Linked DNA regions of Mus musculus: region 1 is linked to region 2. Evidence: chromatin contacts called from public Hi-C data. All regions are on one chromosome and are shown on one strand. The core of a region is the stretch at or near the end of the contact, and the rest is flanking DNA. Distances in the headings are between cores, read along the strand shown.

What was found. A called contact is a pair of places that touch in the nucleus more often than the background predicts.
Region 1: a contact with region 2 is called in a Hi-C map of pancreatic cancer cells, with 2.0 times the contacts expected there. The contact joins two enhancer-like sites. A contact is called at or near these places in 1 of 39 promoter capture datasets (the C10 cell line), 1 of 15 datasets of contacts at CTCF or cohesin (the NIH/3T3 cell line), 22 of 484 Hi-C or Micro-C datasets (the 63-12 cell line, the AML12 cell line, the G1E-ER4 cell line and 12 more), 6 of 115 datasets of contacts at active chromatin or transcription factors (DN3 thymocytes, embryonic fibroblasts, embryonic stem cells and 3 more) and 4 of 9 other capture datasets (adipose tissue, bone marrow-derived macrophages, liver and 1 more).

What each region holds. Positions count from the first base shown.
Region 1 is chr8:68,196,675-68,200,810 of GRCm38.p6, forward strand. It overlaps a transcript of Psd3 not described here. Among named protein-coding and RNA genes, the nearest start is that of Sh2d4a, 78 kb to the right of the region's middle. Within about 2 kb of position 1,982, at least 23 of the 459 cell types and tissues checked have an H3K27ac peak or open chromatin away from gene starts, as enhancers often do. A contact at or near this core is called in pancreatic cancer cells, where this site is marked.
Region 2 is chr8:68,102,177-68,106,768 of GRCm38.p6, forward strand. It overlaps a transcript of Psd3 not described here. Among named protein-coding and RNA genes, the nearest start is that of Psd3, 130 kb to the left of the region's middle. Within about 2 kb of position 1,370, at least 18 of the 459 cell types and tissues checked have an H3K27ac peak or open chromatin away from gene starts, as enhancers often do. A contact at or near this core is called in pancreatic cancer cells, where this site is marked.

The sequences.
Region 1 (4,136 bases), core at 732-3,231, 95 kb after region 2:
ATTAGAAAGCCAACGAAAACATTGGCTTTAGGGAAAAAAATGTTTCAAAGATAAGGAGGAGCAAAGAATGAATAAGTATTGGTAGAAAAATGGGACACTGAGGCAGAAAGAAAACATAGCTTCTATATTAGTTGCCTTTAAGACAGAATGTCTGGCAAGGGCCAATTTCAGGAAAGGAAGGTTTATTTTGTTTAAAGTCCGAGCAGATGCTGCATGGTGGGGAAGACAAGGAGCAGGTGGTGACGAGTGTGAGGTACCCTATTGCATTAATTCCAAAGCCAGGAAGCCAACAGTGCCTGGGAAGCAGGATCAACTCAAACCTTAAGGTGCATCTGCTGTGACTCTTTTCTTCTATTGTGACTCCTAAAGATTTCAGCTTCCAAAATAGTACAACCATCTCTAGAGAAGAGTTCATACAGTGAGCCAAAGGGAGCATGTCACATGGAGACCACAGCTGCTTCCCTCTGAGTGCCCGAGGAAGGTACACTGCCAGGAACTAGTAGAGAAGAGGACGGAAGACAATTGGCTTTCTATAGGGAGCACAGAGATTTAAGCTTAGAAAAGAAATGTGAATCCCCATTGATTTACACAACGCCCTCTACTCACTGTATCTCTGACCAAATGGCACTTTGAAATAAAAAGACAAGAGACGCTCATGCAGAAGTTACATTTATCAGCATCAATTATGTCTGAAAGGAAACCACAGTGGATCAGAACCTTAGCTCTGAACATAAAATAGGTTATATCAATTGCTCTCTCGGGAGACAAAAATAGCTACCACCTTCAGAAAGTTAATGATCACCTTCAATGTGAGACTTCACCAGAGCTGTTGAGAGACCTTGTCATAACCCCACTTAATGTGCCCTTGGCCTGCAAACCTCCATGAAGACCGCTGGTGCTGGCCTTTTGAGACTCTAGTTTCTGCCAAAACAAGAAGAAAGTCATCTCAAGCTCAAGGGAGTGCTCAAGGAAACCAAGAAGTCTCTGGATGACACCAGGAACTAGACATGCTGCTTTCTGACTGCTTCTGATGTGACATAGTCCAGCAAACAGTCTGCTCTAAGAAACTAGAATTTCATTAAAATGAGGAGGTAGCTTACATGTCCTGACACGACCTGGTGAGGTTAACCTTCCCTTACACCACACTCAGACTTTTAAAATGTTGGCTGCCAGAAAAGTTTCAATCTACAAACAGGTAAAATATTGACTATGTTTCCAACGGCAAAGCTGGCACTAGGGAATGGGTACAAATTCAGTCACAATTCAACGTGTCATTCATCTCTAAATACACATGATAGGTGGACTATTCATTAGCTCTTGCACAACCAAGCTAGTGTGCTACACAGGACATGGTAGAACTGCCCAGGTATTTTTTTTACTACTTTATGAACTAGAATTCATGTTTATTGTTTTAATGGCACTAAGATACTCCTTAGGATTATATATTATCCAAGACATGCATATTACAAGGACAGGACATTTGCCTTGGCCAGAAACTTTATTGCTTTTGCTATCAAGTCTTTCACTACCCACTTAATCTAATTATTAACAATCTGTTGATTAACTTAACACAATCTATCTGTGCTTTACTCTGGGTGCTCTATAGTATATTTTGATACACTGAGATATAAAGCCAGAGTTATGAAGCTAACACTTATCTAATTGGTGAAAGAGGTTTACAGAACAATCAAGATAGTATAAATGAAACATTTAGTAAGAATGCAATATCATAATTGTGATTTTAATGTGTTCCACCAAAGTTCAAGTGTTCTAATATTTACCTACCAGTGTAGTGCTGTTGGAATGTGGACCTGTGAGAGGTGCATGTGGGTCTGTGGATTATGTTAGGGTCTTTGCTCTAAAGGTCAGCTTTCACTGCATTTCAGCTCATGGCTCTCCAGCATGTCTTGACACCAGAGGAGCCCTAAGAAGGTCCCCACCAGATGCCAACAACATGTTGCTGGCAGAACAAGAAATAAGTGAACATTATTCAGTTATTTTCAAATCAAAGGCATTTGGTTACAGCAACAGAAAGAGAGCCAGGTGTAGTGACTCACTTGTCTATACAAATATCAGTACTTGAATAGCTGAGTCATGGTTGGCGGGGGTGGGGTGGAGTGGGGTGAGGAGGTGGGGTGTACAGGGATAGGGGTAGCTGTACACCCCTAGGTGTAGCTAGCCCTGGACTACATACTGAAACCCTGTTCCAAAAAACAAACAAAAAGAAAAATGAAAGGCAGACAGGAGGGCTGGTGAGATGGCTCAGGGGTTAAGAGCACTGACTGCTGTTCTGGAGGTCCTGAGTTCAAATCCCAGCAATGACATGGTGGATCACAACCATCCATAATGAGATCTGATGCCCTCTTCTGGTATGACTGAAGACAGATACAGTGATAATAACAAATAATTTTTTAAAAAGAAAAAGAAAAAAGGAGAGAAAAAGAAAATTTTAAAAAAAGAAAAAAAAAGAAAGGTAGACAGGGAAAGATTAAGATAGCTTTCAAAAGCAAACACATTTTAGGTAGAAGATTAGAAATAGTATCTCAAGCTGGGCGGTGGTTGCACAAGTCTTTAATCCCAGCCCTTGGGAGGAAGAGGCAGGTGGATTTCTGAGTTTGAGGATAACTTGGTCTACAGAGTGAGTTCCAGGACAGCCAGGGCTACACAGAGAAACCCTGTCACAAAAAGAAAAGAAAAGGAAAGGAAAGAAAAGAAAAGGAAAGGAAAGAAAAGAAAAGAAAAGAAAAGAAAAGAAAAGAAGGAAGGAAGGAAGGAAGGAAGGAAGGAAAGGAAGGGAGGGAGGGAGGGAGGGAGAGAGAGAGAGAAAGAAGGAAAGAAAGAAAGAAAGAAAGAAAGAAAGAAAGAAAGAAAGAAAGAAAGAAAGAAAGAAAGAGTGTCTCAGACCTTCATCAGGATTGATGCTTGCTTTTAGTGGGGATGTCAGATAAGTAACTGGATAGAAGTTCTAAGAATCAAAATTAAATTCAATCCATTTTTTTAAAAAAAGTTTTCTTATTTTCTTAAATTTTCATTTAATTTAAATAATAATGTTCTCTTACTGCAACTAAGTACATCTGCAAAAGATTTACATGAACTACTTAAAAATTCATCTCTAATATTAAACAGTATTTCAATTTAGCCTTTTTCTATGAAGCACCCTTAATAAGCCGATAAAATTTATCTAAAACCTGGGGCTCAAAGAAGTTTATGTGACCTTAGCTTCTATTATTTGATACATGAATGTCAGAAGAGGTCACTGAATAAGCTGTCCTTGAGTGTAGCCTTTGATCTTAGCTTAGGGAAGACAGAGACAGGAAAATCCTGGGGCTTGCTGGCCAGGGCCATCTTGCCAAATCAGTGAGTTTCAGGTTTAGTGAAAGATCTCAAATAACAAGTTAGAGGGTGATTAAGGAAAATAAGTGTTTTCAACCTCAGTCCTCAACACACACTCACATAGATCCATATGCCAGCAGGAGCATGTATGCTCACACACATTCAATATTGGACTCATTGTTTAGATGATTTTTTTCTTATAAAAATTTGTGGTATATCTTTATCATATCTGATGGTCATTCCTTCTTACTCTTAGTAATTTCTTGCTTTTAACTATTTGGATGTTGCTGGTTTTGTTTCAGTGTTTCCTCAAATGCTGAAAAAGAATAGATTCCTCATACTACCAAATTCCAAAGCCCACGAAGGCACGGTATGTTTTACCAAGCTTAGCTTCCCCACCTCTCTCATCCTGCCCTTTGGAAAGGAGGGGAGATGCTTTGTCCATCATAAGGCAAGTGTGAGAGGAGCCCATCAAAGGACTCAGCAGAGGCTAGACCCTCTGCATCATAGAGCAGCTGAAGAAGAAAAGGATGATGTCGGAACTACATCACCTTCTGTCAATGCTTGAGTACGGATGCAAACTTTTTCCTTGGGTCAGTGAGTGCTCATAAATAAGAGTGGGAAGGATCATTTGCAAAACTTTTACAAATGTTTTCTTGAGCCTGATTCTAGGGTCCCTATTTCATTTGGGCAAAAAGGATGTATAATAGGCCTCAGTCAAAAGTGTGGAGGGGAAAGATGTTGAAGATGACGGCAAAGAAAATCAGCGTCCACTTTAATAGAATCTAGCTGGGGGTACCCAA
Region 2 (4,592 bases), core at 120-2,619:
CTTCTCATTCTGCCTTCAGATCTGAGTTTGAGATGAGCGTATGTAACCCAAGGCCAGCATTTACTGCCAGACAATTTCCCAAATGACACCAAATTTAGGATAGCTGAAGGCTTATTTGAAAGATATTTATTGAGAATTGCTTTCTTCCTCTTCTCTTCTTCCTTCCTTTTCTTCCTCCTTCCTTCCTTCCTTCCTTCCTTTCCTTCCTTCCTTCCTTCCTTCCTTCCTTCCTTCCTTCCTTCCTTCCTTCCTTCCTTCCTTCCTTCCTTTCTTCTTCCCTTCCTTCTTTCTTACTTGTGAATAACATCAGCTTAAGGAGTTAAAGAGTACCTTTTGGGAGTTCTGGAATTTAACGAGTATGTGCTTTCAGGGAACTGAAAGAAAAGTTTAAAAAATACTGTGAACCAACTTAAAATTTCAGAAGTAGCTCTAGGGATATGAGTAGAGATGTTTTGCTTTCAGTACCAACCATATATCAATAGGTGGCTATCCACAGTTCTATCCATAAGGCTACTATTTTCTTACATCTGTAACCATCCAGTTTCCTATGTAGGTTGACACTAATGTATTGATAGATCTTGGTAGTGTGACATGCTTCCACAACAAAGCTGATCAATACTTCATGTGCTACTATTCCTGTTGTCCAAAGGGGGGATTGAATTCTTCTGTAGAAGATTTTTCAGGTATAAAGTTAGCTGAATGAGGAAAGAAAGCAGGAAATGAAAGATGACACATGGAAGTCACCAGTCTCTCAAGGGCATCAGGTTTAAGGGTGGAAGAGGCTCAGGAGATGCCTGTCCCTGGTTATCTAGATAACTCCTTTGGCAAGGCAACAACAGCCCTTTTGTTGAAGGCTCCTGGCTTCTACCTACTCTGAGTGGTTCTTTCTTTGGCTCCTTTCATTTATACACGAACACAGTGGGGCACATTCATTAGCCATGGTTTCCTTCCTAGCCTTGGTAAGATCCTCAGGTATCAGCCAGGTGCCAGCCTCTACAGGGGGCATCTGATCATGCCTCATTTATCCTCACCTCTCCCCTTTCTCTAAAACAACATGGGGATTAAAAAAAAAGATGTGAGCTCATAGTTGGCATCTCCTTAAAAATCGCATCACAATAACACTCTTACAAAATCAGCTAAATTAATCAAGTGATCCAATTGGTCAAGATTCTTATAATTGGAGACTATTTAGGGAAAGAGAAAAATGAGTATAGTTAATAATTAAATCATTGGTAAGAAGACAAATCACACTCACTAGTCAAATGACTCAACTGGCAGCTATGTCAGATTGCAAATACTATGAGTGTACCAGGGGCAGGCAGGTATTACTATTTTTACACATTAGAAAAAAAATCGCCAGATTTTATACACATGACTAACCATCTAGAATGCTCTCCTTTAGTGCCATTTAGTTTAGTTTATCTTCTCTTAGGATCATGCTTTAGTTTCTACTCAAATTCCCCTCCCCTCCTGTGTGAAAGTGACCATATTCAACTATATTGGCTTGTCCACCTATCTAACTGGCCCTCCTCAGAGTCTTCCACAGGGAACAGACAACTCTAATTGGCCCTTCCCTGTGTCCTGTGCTTTTCTTGGTTCCTTATTTGCTCCATTCATCCAGGTTTGTTCATACTGACTCAGTTGTTTGTGCATCCAATCTTTGGTACCAGAGATCAAAAAAGAAAGAAAGATCCAACCCATTATACAGACTTGCAGGGCTCCTTAATGGAGAAATTCAAGGGGGTCTTGGCTGACTGGTTTACAGTCATAATGAAACCCTCTTTACTGTTCCTTTCATTGTGTTTAGTAGACGGGATACAAAGATGGATAAAATGTCTATCATTTCAAGATGCTTACACATGATCCTTACGGAGCCAGCACAGGAAGGATTCCAATCTACCCAAGCCAGCATAGGGAAGAAATACAGCCTGTAGAAACCTTGTAAGGAAAGTGACTTGGGCACAGGTGGCTTCCATTTGTCTTCTGTGCTCACCATTTTTCTGCAGGCTAAGTACCTTCCTAAATGTTTCCGATGGGATGTCCCTGATCCATGAATCAATTATTCTTTAAGAAAAATTCATCAAACCTTTAGAACCCTGGCTGTATATGGAGGATTTAGCTCCCTCAATTGTAAGGAAGACAGTTGCATGTTCTTGTTGTGGAGGTGCTGTGAGTGCCAAAGCAACAGAAGGCACTAAGGAACACCCCCCTTCCCAGCTCACACAGTCATTGAATGTGTCACTTAACCATGGTCCCCTGAGTCCCACAGAGGATGACATAGACTCCAATCTCACCCACTTCTCTTTGTGTCCTACAGTAGCAGAGCGCCTGGTGTGCTATTGCTTAAGGTGGGTCAGTTACCACTTCAAATAGCTATGAGCCTCTAGCTTACTATATTTCACCTCTTTGATCTTGATTTCTCTTATCTATGAAAAAAAAAACTACAGGCTCTCCTAACGGGGTTTTTGATAAAAGTAATGTACATATTATGACTGCTTATAATAAATGCTCAGTAAACACTAGCTTCTATTACTCAACTGGATAGCTGCTCTTCACAGTTCACCAGACCTGGTGCCTACAATGCTCACTTACATAACTGTCTACTTTATTTGTGACACTCATTATTCTTCTAATTATTTAAATTACTGACTTCTCAGCTAGATTATAAATATCTCAAGGATATGTCTTTTTAAAAATTATTACCATCCATAATCCTATTGTCTAGCACAGAGACTGAAAATTAGTATTTGTAAAATGAGTTCATTGCTTCAATTGTAAGATAAAGGAGTTATCTTTACTTTTACAATGTGATTATATTTTTATCAATGCTGTGAAGAAACTGTATTATGCTATGGCTTTGAAAAATAATGCAGAGGAGACATTATGGCTGTTCTTTTCATCATATTGTCTCGTTGTCATCGTCATCATCACCATCACCATCATCATCACCATCATATCATCATTATAGCCCTTGAAGCCTCCATACCTGTTAATCTAGCTTAGGCTCTGAGATTTGTGAGAAACTCCAGAACCATCCTCTCACCCCAAAGCTCCTTATAAATATGCAAGACATCATTGCAACAAGAATAATGGCATTAAAAATGTTTCTCATAGAAAGAGCCCCAAAAGCCCTTAGACTCTAACCACATGTTTATAAAATTCAAAAACCTAAATATTATCACTCCTGGGTATCGTCCAAACATGTGGTAAAAGGATGATAAATCCCATGTGAACATATAGCTAGAACAGGAAGGGAGAACCATGGTTTGATAGTCCAGGTGCAGTGTGTTCTGTAGTATGTCTAGAGATACCAGCAAGAGGAGTCACCCAGGGCTCTGGATGGCATCTATTCCTGAGGAATGTAAGCGAACCTCACAGTAGCAGGCGAAGCAGACCAGAGCTGTTCTCTAGAAGCCCAGATCCATTATCTCTCATGACTCATTTTCCCCTTTAAGCCAACTGGGTAACTCCTGGGCTTATCAGTCTACAGCTTCGGTCATATTTTTTGGCAGACTTAGAGAAACATTCCTGACATCTATCTATGAACTCTGTTTTTCCTGCTGACAGCAGATATTTCCCCTTTTAGGTTGCTAGCATGAAGCACCTGAGAGACCAGAGGAAAACCCCACCATCTTTAGACACATGGGAAACACTGTCTGATAATGATATAGAAATAAGTGATTTCTCACTCATCTAAAAGGTCAATCCAGTTCAAAAATCATGTTTGCACATGTGTGTGAAGAATACAGTGGTAACTGTACAATATCCTGATGCTGGTTCCTTGGCAGCATAAGGGATACTCCTAATGGAACTCTAAAAATATCTGAGAATGGTATGGTGCTGCAATAATATATGAAGTAGTCAGGTAATTAAAAATAAACTCATCCTCAAATGGCCTTGGATTCTCATACTGGTCATTGCTCTTGCTAGTAAGTAAAGGTAGGACTTCCCTGGACTTCAGTTATGTTGAGGCAGTTAAACTTGCTGTATGACTAATGATGGTGTTGTTCTCTGCAGGGCACTTCCACTTCCTGTCAAGGGATGGCCTAGAAAGGTGAATGATCCAGCAAGACTTCCCACCATTCCTTATCAACTTTCCCTCAAATTTATGCCCCATAATTATATAGAAAAATCTAAGTGTTCCTCACATCCATCAGATAGTTCTGACGGGAACTGTTCCCACACCCTGAGTTAATGTCAAACTAACATAGGGCAGATTATTTTCAGCTATGGAAAGTCAACAGAATAGCTACCCAGTGTCATAGCTACTTTTAACAGCTTAGATCTTTAGAACAGCCCTAGTGCATGCCATCCACTCTCATCTGTAATTTCAAACAATTACATGGGAGAGCCTTCAGTTTTAATGCGAGCCACAAGTCTTCTGCACATTGTGGGATCTTTGGCCTACAAAGTGAAGAGAAGGAGTTTCTGTACGAGAAATAACTTAAGATCAAGACATCAGGTTTCCAATGGGAGAAGGGAAACAAAATAGAATAGGAGATTAAAAGAGATGTCTGGCCAAGAGGTTAGGAAACCAGACTCCACAGAAGTGTTGGGGCAAACGCTGTATTTATGAGCAAACTATGCACTCC